Regions from separate parts of the Mus musculus genome. Here region 1 is linked to region 2. Evidence: chromatin contacts called from public promoter capture Hi-C data. All regions are on one chromosome and are shown on one strand. Each heading gives the region's core, a stretch centred on a gene start, on an enhancer-like site or on the middle of the called end of the contact. The rest is flanking DNA. Distances are from core to core; before and after follow the strand shown. Region 1 holds the start of Slc6a2 (solute carrier family 6 (neurotransmitter transporter, noradrenalin), member 2). Region 2 holds the start of Irx3os (a long non-coding RNA gene).

What was found. Promoter capture Hi-C pulls out the DNA fragments that hold promoters and counts their contacts.
Region 1: a contact with region 2 is called in a promoter capture Hi-C map of embryonic stem cells, with 5 times the contacts expected there. The contact joins the promoter of Slc6a2 here to the promoter of Irx3os in region 2. A contact is called at or near these places in 4 of 39 promoter capture datasets (embryonic stem cells and hippocampal neurons), 1 of 115 datasets of contacts at active chromatin or transcription factors (embryonic stem cells) and 1 of 9 other capture datasets (adipose tissue).

The regions. Positions count from the first base shown.
Region 1 is chr8:92,959,317-92,962,883 of GRCm38.p6, forward strand. Slc6a2 (solute carrier family 6 (neurotransmitter transporter, noradrenalin), member 2) reads left to right here and starts at 1,731. Exons shown (of 14, transcript NM_009209.3): 1 at 1,731-2,205. The coding sequence starts at 1,932.
Region 2 is chr8:91,801,689-91,804,854 of GRCm38.p6, forward strand. It overlaps Irx3os (a long non-coding RNA gene), which reads left to right and starts at 1,648. Exons shown (of 4, transcript XR_003947581.1): 1 at 1,648-2,032; 2 at 2,125-3,155.

The DNA of each region.
Region 1 (3,567 bases), core at 481-2,980, 1.2 Mb after region 2:
AATAATTAATTGATGAGTTAATTAAGTCAGTGATCTGATAGAGAATGGGGGTGAACTTTAAATGCATGAGTCTGAGAAGGAATATCTTCACTAAGACCTGAGCAACTTTAGACAGAAGCAAGAGCTAATAAGTGCCCCGGGGGGGGGGTAGCTTTGAGCTTGGAATGTTGCAAGTGTGGAGTGACACTGTGGCTAGGCTTTACCTGTCTTCCCATACTGCTTTTGTGTCTTCCCTACATTCCTGCCTGCTGACCTTACTGATTTGGCTTCCCCCAATTTCCTCTTCTGAGGTCACTAAGCTCTCTGCACATGGGAATGAGAACACCTGGGAACTGTCTCCATGGCTCTCCTTGCGGGGTGGATTCAGACACAAGAAGAACTCTCAAGTCCACGCTTAAACACTATAGAACGTACTGTTAAAAATCTGCAGCCCTGCTTTTCCCATCCATTTCCTTACTTTGCTTTACCTGCCTTCGGCCCATACCGCACCAATCTTCTCGCCCAGAATAAGTATTTATTTATGTGTTTCCTGTCTTGCTCCTGTTTCCGGAACCAAACAACGGGCTCTTTGAAGATGTTGTCCACTTGTGGGAAGCTGTAAAGGCGTGATTTGGCGTTAGGGAGGTATTTTTGAGAATGATTATTTATCAGTTCTCAGCCTTATAGATCAGGGTCACAGACTCCAAGAACAGGGTCACAGTCTGGCCGCAAATAGAGCCAGGAATAAAATCTCGGGCTATGACCTTTCCATCAGCAGAGTCCGCCAAACAACACTGCCCCAAAGGCCCAGCCTGCAGGCCACCAGTCACAATCCTTATCTGAAGCACCAAGTTTCCCTGTTGCTGGTGGAGAAAACTCTCACCAAGTAGGTTAAGTGGTCTGGGTGTATGACAACGCTGGTGTCACTGGGGTGGTGGGTACTTCCCCTATCCTTACAACCCCCCTTTGACAGACTTAACCCGAATTCTGGGAATCTGTCCCTCTCTTCATCTGTCCAGAGGTCAGAGCCAGGTGTTTGGGGGAGCTGCCTGCGCTACTTTTGCCAAAAAAGAAAAAAAAAAAAAGTCAGAGATGGTGCTAAGCCAGGTCCCCGCGAGTCCCTGGGAGTCCGGCTCCCGCCACCCCGGAGCCCATGGGAGCTGCGCCCCCGCCTCTGCCAGTCCCGGCCACGCTGTCAGTCTGCATTAGCGCTAACAGGCTCCAGACCGAGCGGGCTGGGCGCGGGGCTAATGCAATAGGCGCGTTACCTGGGGCACAGGCTACATTACCAGGTCGGCCTCCTCCTGGCGCGGCCAGAGCCATCCAGCCCGCGTCCTGCCGGCCACCCCGTGCCCGCAGCGCTCCCAGGGCCCCGCCTGAGTGCCACGCGGCGGAGCCCAGCCGGGGCTGGAGCCCGGGATCCCCGTGCTGTCCGCCACGTGAGTGCGCTCTGCGCGCGGGACCGGTAAGTGTGCGGACCGGCTCCGAGGCACATCGTGAGTGGCTGCACCCTCTAGAGTGTCCCTGAAGGTTCCTAGTGCTGTCGGAGGGCGCCCCCCGGAGCTGGGAGGGCCCTTGAGTCAACTCTGGTCCCTCAGGGCCCGCAGGAAACTTGGCATTTAGGGGAGGGGAGAAAGTGAATGATCCAGGTAGACCTCGGTGGGCTCTTTAGCCCGACCCACAGGGCGGCCCGAGGAGGTCCCCACCTATAAATTCTGTCCCAGTCGGACGCGCGTCACAACTCAGTCTCCAAAAATTCCCAACTCAGGCGCTCCTTTTCTTGGAAGCTGGGAGTCCGCTCAGCCCTAAGATCCTGACGTCTGGGCTCCCCTGGGTGGTCTCAGTTTGTGCAAACGGGCGGCAAGCCTTGTTGACTGCTTTTTCTCCTTTCATACAAGCAGAACTTTGGTGTGTCCCCAGAACCTCCGAAGTCCCTCTCTCCAGCCGCACCCATGCTTCTGGCGCGAATGAATCCGCAGGTGCAGCCGGAGCTCGGCGGGGCGGACCCGCTGCCTGAGCAGCCCCTGAGGCCCTGCAAAACCGCCGATCTACTAGTGGTGAAGGAACGCAACGGAGTCCAGTGCCTCTTGGCGTCCCAGGACAGCGACGCTCAGCCCCGGGAGACTTGGGGCAAGAAGATTGATTTCCTGCTGTCCGTGGTGGGCTTCGCTGTGGACCTGGCCAACGTGTGGCGGTTCCCTTATCTCTGCTACAAGAATGGTGGTGGTGAGCACAGGGTTGGCTGAGGCTTTTGGACTTGGGATGCTGCCTGTTCTTGTGGCGTTGGCTGGGGAGGGAGCAGGGATGCACATGGAGGAGAAGAGGAGACGCAGGAACGAATTTAGTGTGCAGGAAAGAACTCTTAAGAGTACCTAGAAATAGGATTGGAGTGTTCTCCGTTAGGGAAATAGAGGCAGGACCTTGAACAGTAGTAGGCACAGGGGCTCAAGGACAGAATAGAGGGCATCCGGTTGGGTGAGGAATTCAGAGTCAATGCTGCGGTACAGAAAAGGGGAGTAGAGATCAGTAAGTTCTTTAAAGGGTTCCAGAAGAGTTTGGGATAGTCCGGCCGGACACAGGATGATGGTAACTCTAGCACTCAGCCTTGGAACTCAGACACTAGGCTAGATAAAACGAGAGCCCTTGGATCACCAGTGGGCTACAGGAGTAAGTGTACACAGCCTTTGCGAGATCAGGACACTAGATGTCGAGCTGAGCTGGGCCTTGAGGCAGGAGTCCTGGGAGACTGGAGTGTCCTGTTCCGCTTTGCAAGCTCTGGTCAAGTTGTGAAGCCCAGCGCATGCGAACCTAGAAAAGACACCCAGCAGACAGCTCTTTTGTCCTCTTCCTGATGAGCTGTCATTTTACCCATCTGCCCTGGAATGGGATCCCAGAGGTCACATCCAGCACAATGGAAGAAACCTCAAACTCCTTTCTGAAGGGCTTGGAGCCTAGCATGGCCAAAGCACCCCAGCCCCACCATCTTTACTCAGATACAAGTTCAAGAGTGCCCTGCACAGAGCCTAGGGGTGTAAGCTTCTAGAGGAAGGTATTGGCCTGCCCTGGGTCACCCTGCCATGTATTAATTCTGTCTCAGAATTTAAGTCAGTTGGAGGCAGGGGTCTAGGGGCGTGGGAGGCTTGTGCCCTTAGAAACCAAGATGCATGGTTCTTTATTTCTGTGTTCTGTCTGGACACTTGCTTTGGGATAAACATGACTCCGTATTTGTAAAGAGGGTGTGGTCACCCAAGAGAACAGGTGGCTCTGAGTTGTGTTGCATATAGAAGCATCAGCTCTCACCAAGGAAGAGGAGCCAGCTGATGAGAAGTCCTGTGAGCCCTTCCCGATATGAGACTGTCACCATTGGGTACTCCAGATAAGACAAAGGTCCCGAGTCTAGGGGGATGCTTCCTGTCTCTACTCTTCTGGCTCAGTGCTCTCATCTGTAGATGCTGGTGGGTGGAGAGAGAAAGCTAAGGAAAGGACACACAACCCAAAGGTGACACGTTTCCTCACTCTGTGGTTGCAGATCCTCCAGAGACTCCGGGCAGATTGGAGCATTCTAGCCCTCGGGGCCCAATAGTAACA
Region 2 (3,166 bases), core at 398-2,897:
TGGCCGCTTCCGCTCCCGAGGCTCCTTCGCAGTCCTGGACGCTGGGAAACTGCGGTTCTTTTTGCTCTTTCTGTTTCTCACGGTTGCTTTTGCTCACCTTTCTGCTCTCTTCACTTTTCCTAGTCTGACTCCTCTCTTTTAAATCTCTTTACTCTCTCGTTCTCTCTTCCCCTCTTCCCCGGTCTCCGCACCCTGAGCTAAGGCGGCTTAAAGTTGAAGACACTTAGAACGCTGTGCGGGGGGTGTGTGTCCGCGTCAGTGTCTGTGTGTCCGTCCCCGCCCTTCCACCCCCTCCTTCACCCTTCCCCAAATCTCGAGTCTGACGTCGCGCCCTCTTATTCGACTTTTCCCTGCGTCTCCTCCTGGAGTCGCCAATCACCCGGGAGCCTTCTGGGCGAGGCGGCCCTCCCCCGCGAGTACAGAGCGCCGGGCGGGGCGGGGCGGGACTGGACTCAGTCTCTTCCCGCCCCCTCCTGCCCGCACTCGGAGGGGAGAGCCGAGACCACGAGTGGCGGCTTAGTACAGGGTCACCTAGCCCCTCAGGTCTTCCAACTCCTCAATTCTCAGCCCCCTTCGAAGCTGTAGTTCCGGGTTGGGACAGGACCCTGGACCAAGGCAGGCTTCCGGGGCTTCCCGCCCTCCCCCCCCCCCCCCCGTGGCTCCCTTTGCACTTTTCAGCTCTGGTCCCTAGGTCGTTCTCCAAAGCCTAAGCCTGCAGCTAAAAGAGTGAACGTGCTGCCTGGGAGTTGGGAGTGCTGCCTCTCCGAGCTTTAAAAGACCTATTCTGTGCTGGGTGGGGGGAGGGCGGGGGAACCCCGCAGTTTGCTACATTTACACCTCCAGGGTACCTTGTTGAGAATCCTCACAAGAAATAGTGAGTTTGGCGCCTAGGTGGTCTGGTGGAACAAGCAAGGAGTTGGTGGAGCTCCTGGCTATGGAGTGGGGGAGGAGCAGAGAAACTTAGAGCCTAGGCTCTGGGAACTTTCCGAAAGCTCTTCCGAGAAGTTTCTATGTTGGTGTGATTTTTTTTTTTTTAATTGCGACCATTCATTTCACTATCCCCCTCCCCTTTCCGCTCTCTGGTCCCCAGACCCAGCGTTTTTCTTTTGGCGAGAATTCCCCCAGAGCCGTAGAGAGTGTGCATTGTGGGGGCGGGGAGCAAGACTTTGGTTTTATGGTAGGATATTTCCTAAATCTAACTTGAAATGTGAGTGTCCAAGTGCCCACCGTCACGGATTAGTGTGTGCAGTGGAAAGTCATACTGAAATTCCCGGGATAGCTGGAGCTCCCAGATAAGGCTGTAGCGGCGACCCACGCGCGGGCCAGGCCTGCTGTGGGCCTGCGGACTGAACAACTCCCCGGCTGCGATTCTTCAGTAGAGTGAAGAGCCCTAGCTTAGAGGCAGAAAAACCACCCCAAGGGCCTCCGACTGAACTAAGAATCAAACCGGAACTCGCCAGCTTGGAGGAATCTAAGGGTCCCGGGCTGGCCGGGCTCTAGTGTGAATACAGTTAGGGAATGGATTTCTTTCTCCCTGGCCCTGGCCTCCAGTTTTGACCCCCATGTCCCACCTCTGGCTGCATTCCACTGACCTTAGGCTCCAGGAGGTACTAACTCAGAAAATTAGTGGGAGAAACACAAACAGAAGTTTGGGGAGCTACCAAGTCTAGGGTTCGATGTCAGCATGTGGGGTCTTCCTAAATTGAATCTGTGCAGCTTCTCTGTGGTCTCCTGGTCTCCTTGCCTGGTGCTGGAGGTTGGCTTTAAGGTGAGCCTGGACAGAGGAGGCATAGTAGGATCAGCTCAGGCCTTCGAATGGCTTCCCCGCAGCCTGATTCCGTTTCTGGTTAAACCTGTCACAGGAAGCCAGGGCTCACCTGCTCAAGCAAAGGTCTTAGGGTTGTAGAATAGAGGTGACATTATTTTCCAGGATCTTTCCTGTGTATAGGATGGTGAGTCTTTTAAGACAGCCGGGACGACCTACCTACACAGAACTGGACCAGACCAATGGGCGACAGAGCCAGATTGCAAGGTGGGCGAAGGGGTTTCGCTGTACATGTCTGGGCAAAACCACGAGTATTTCATTCCTTTTTGTTTGTTTGTTTGTTTTGTTTTGTTTTTCAGAAGGGAAAGAAAAACAAAACGCAACACCACACAACAACACCACACAAGAGCCTCTGAGATGCTCCTTCCTTCCTTACTGCATTAACCAGCTATCGACCTGGTTGTGTCCGATTGCGATGATGGGCTGAGAGAAAGAACACCGGAAGAGCCAGGCTGTTCTCAGGAAGGACTCACGCCGGCCACGGGGCCGCCCCTGGCCCAGAGGGTGAACCTCTAGACCCAGGCATGAACCTAAGAACCTCGCTTAATTAGATTCCTCCAGGCATCCCAGGCCTGGAGTAGAAACAGCTACCAGTTACCCCGTGACCAACTGGGAAGAGCTTTGGTCTGGCCCTGAAATCAGCAACCCACGCCGGGACCCAGTATCCCAAGCGACTGGAGTCACTGCATGGCTCTGATTCCTCAACAAGACCAGGCCAGTGGAACTCAGCTCTTAGACTAAACTCGCGAGTCCGCGGAGAGCTGAAGCTTTTCATGGGATTTTTAATCCAGGAGATTAGGTCAGACAGACAGATTCGCACAGAGAGTGAGGAGAAGCAGGTGCATCGGGAGTTGATTGGGGAAAGACCTGAGCGCAACAGCAGGAGACCAGCAGGAGCTTCTCCCTCACCCCCTCTTTCTCCCAACAGGCACAGTGCACAAAGCGCTCGCCGCGGACGCTCTGTGGTCTGGGATCAGGGCGCCAGGAGCATACAGAAAAGGTGTACGCCGAGGACACGTGGCGCACGAAGCTGTGCGCGCTGGAGGACAACTACAAGGGGTGCCCTATGTGTAGCCAGAGGCCCACCAGCTTCGGGGTCGGACACTCCGAACCACCAGCCCCCATCTCTTCCCTCCCCTGGTCCAGCTCCCCGATGTGCCCGTGCCCCCCGTCGTTGGGAGCTTCTGCAGCTGTGTCTCCCAGCTCGGACAGAGTTCACTCCTTTCCTCCCAAGGCTCAGAGTCCCCCAGAGGCGGTGCGGGCTGGCTATCCTTCAGCTTCTTGCAGAGGCTGCTGCGTACGCTCCCCCCCCCCCCAGCTGGGGTTACAGGTTAATGAAAC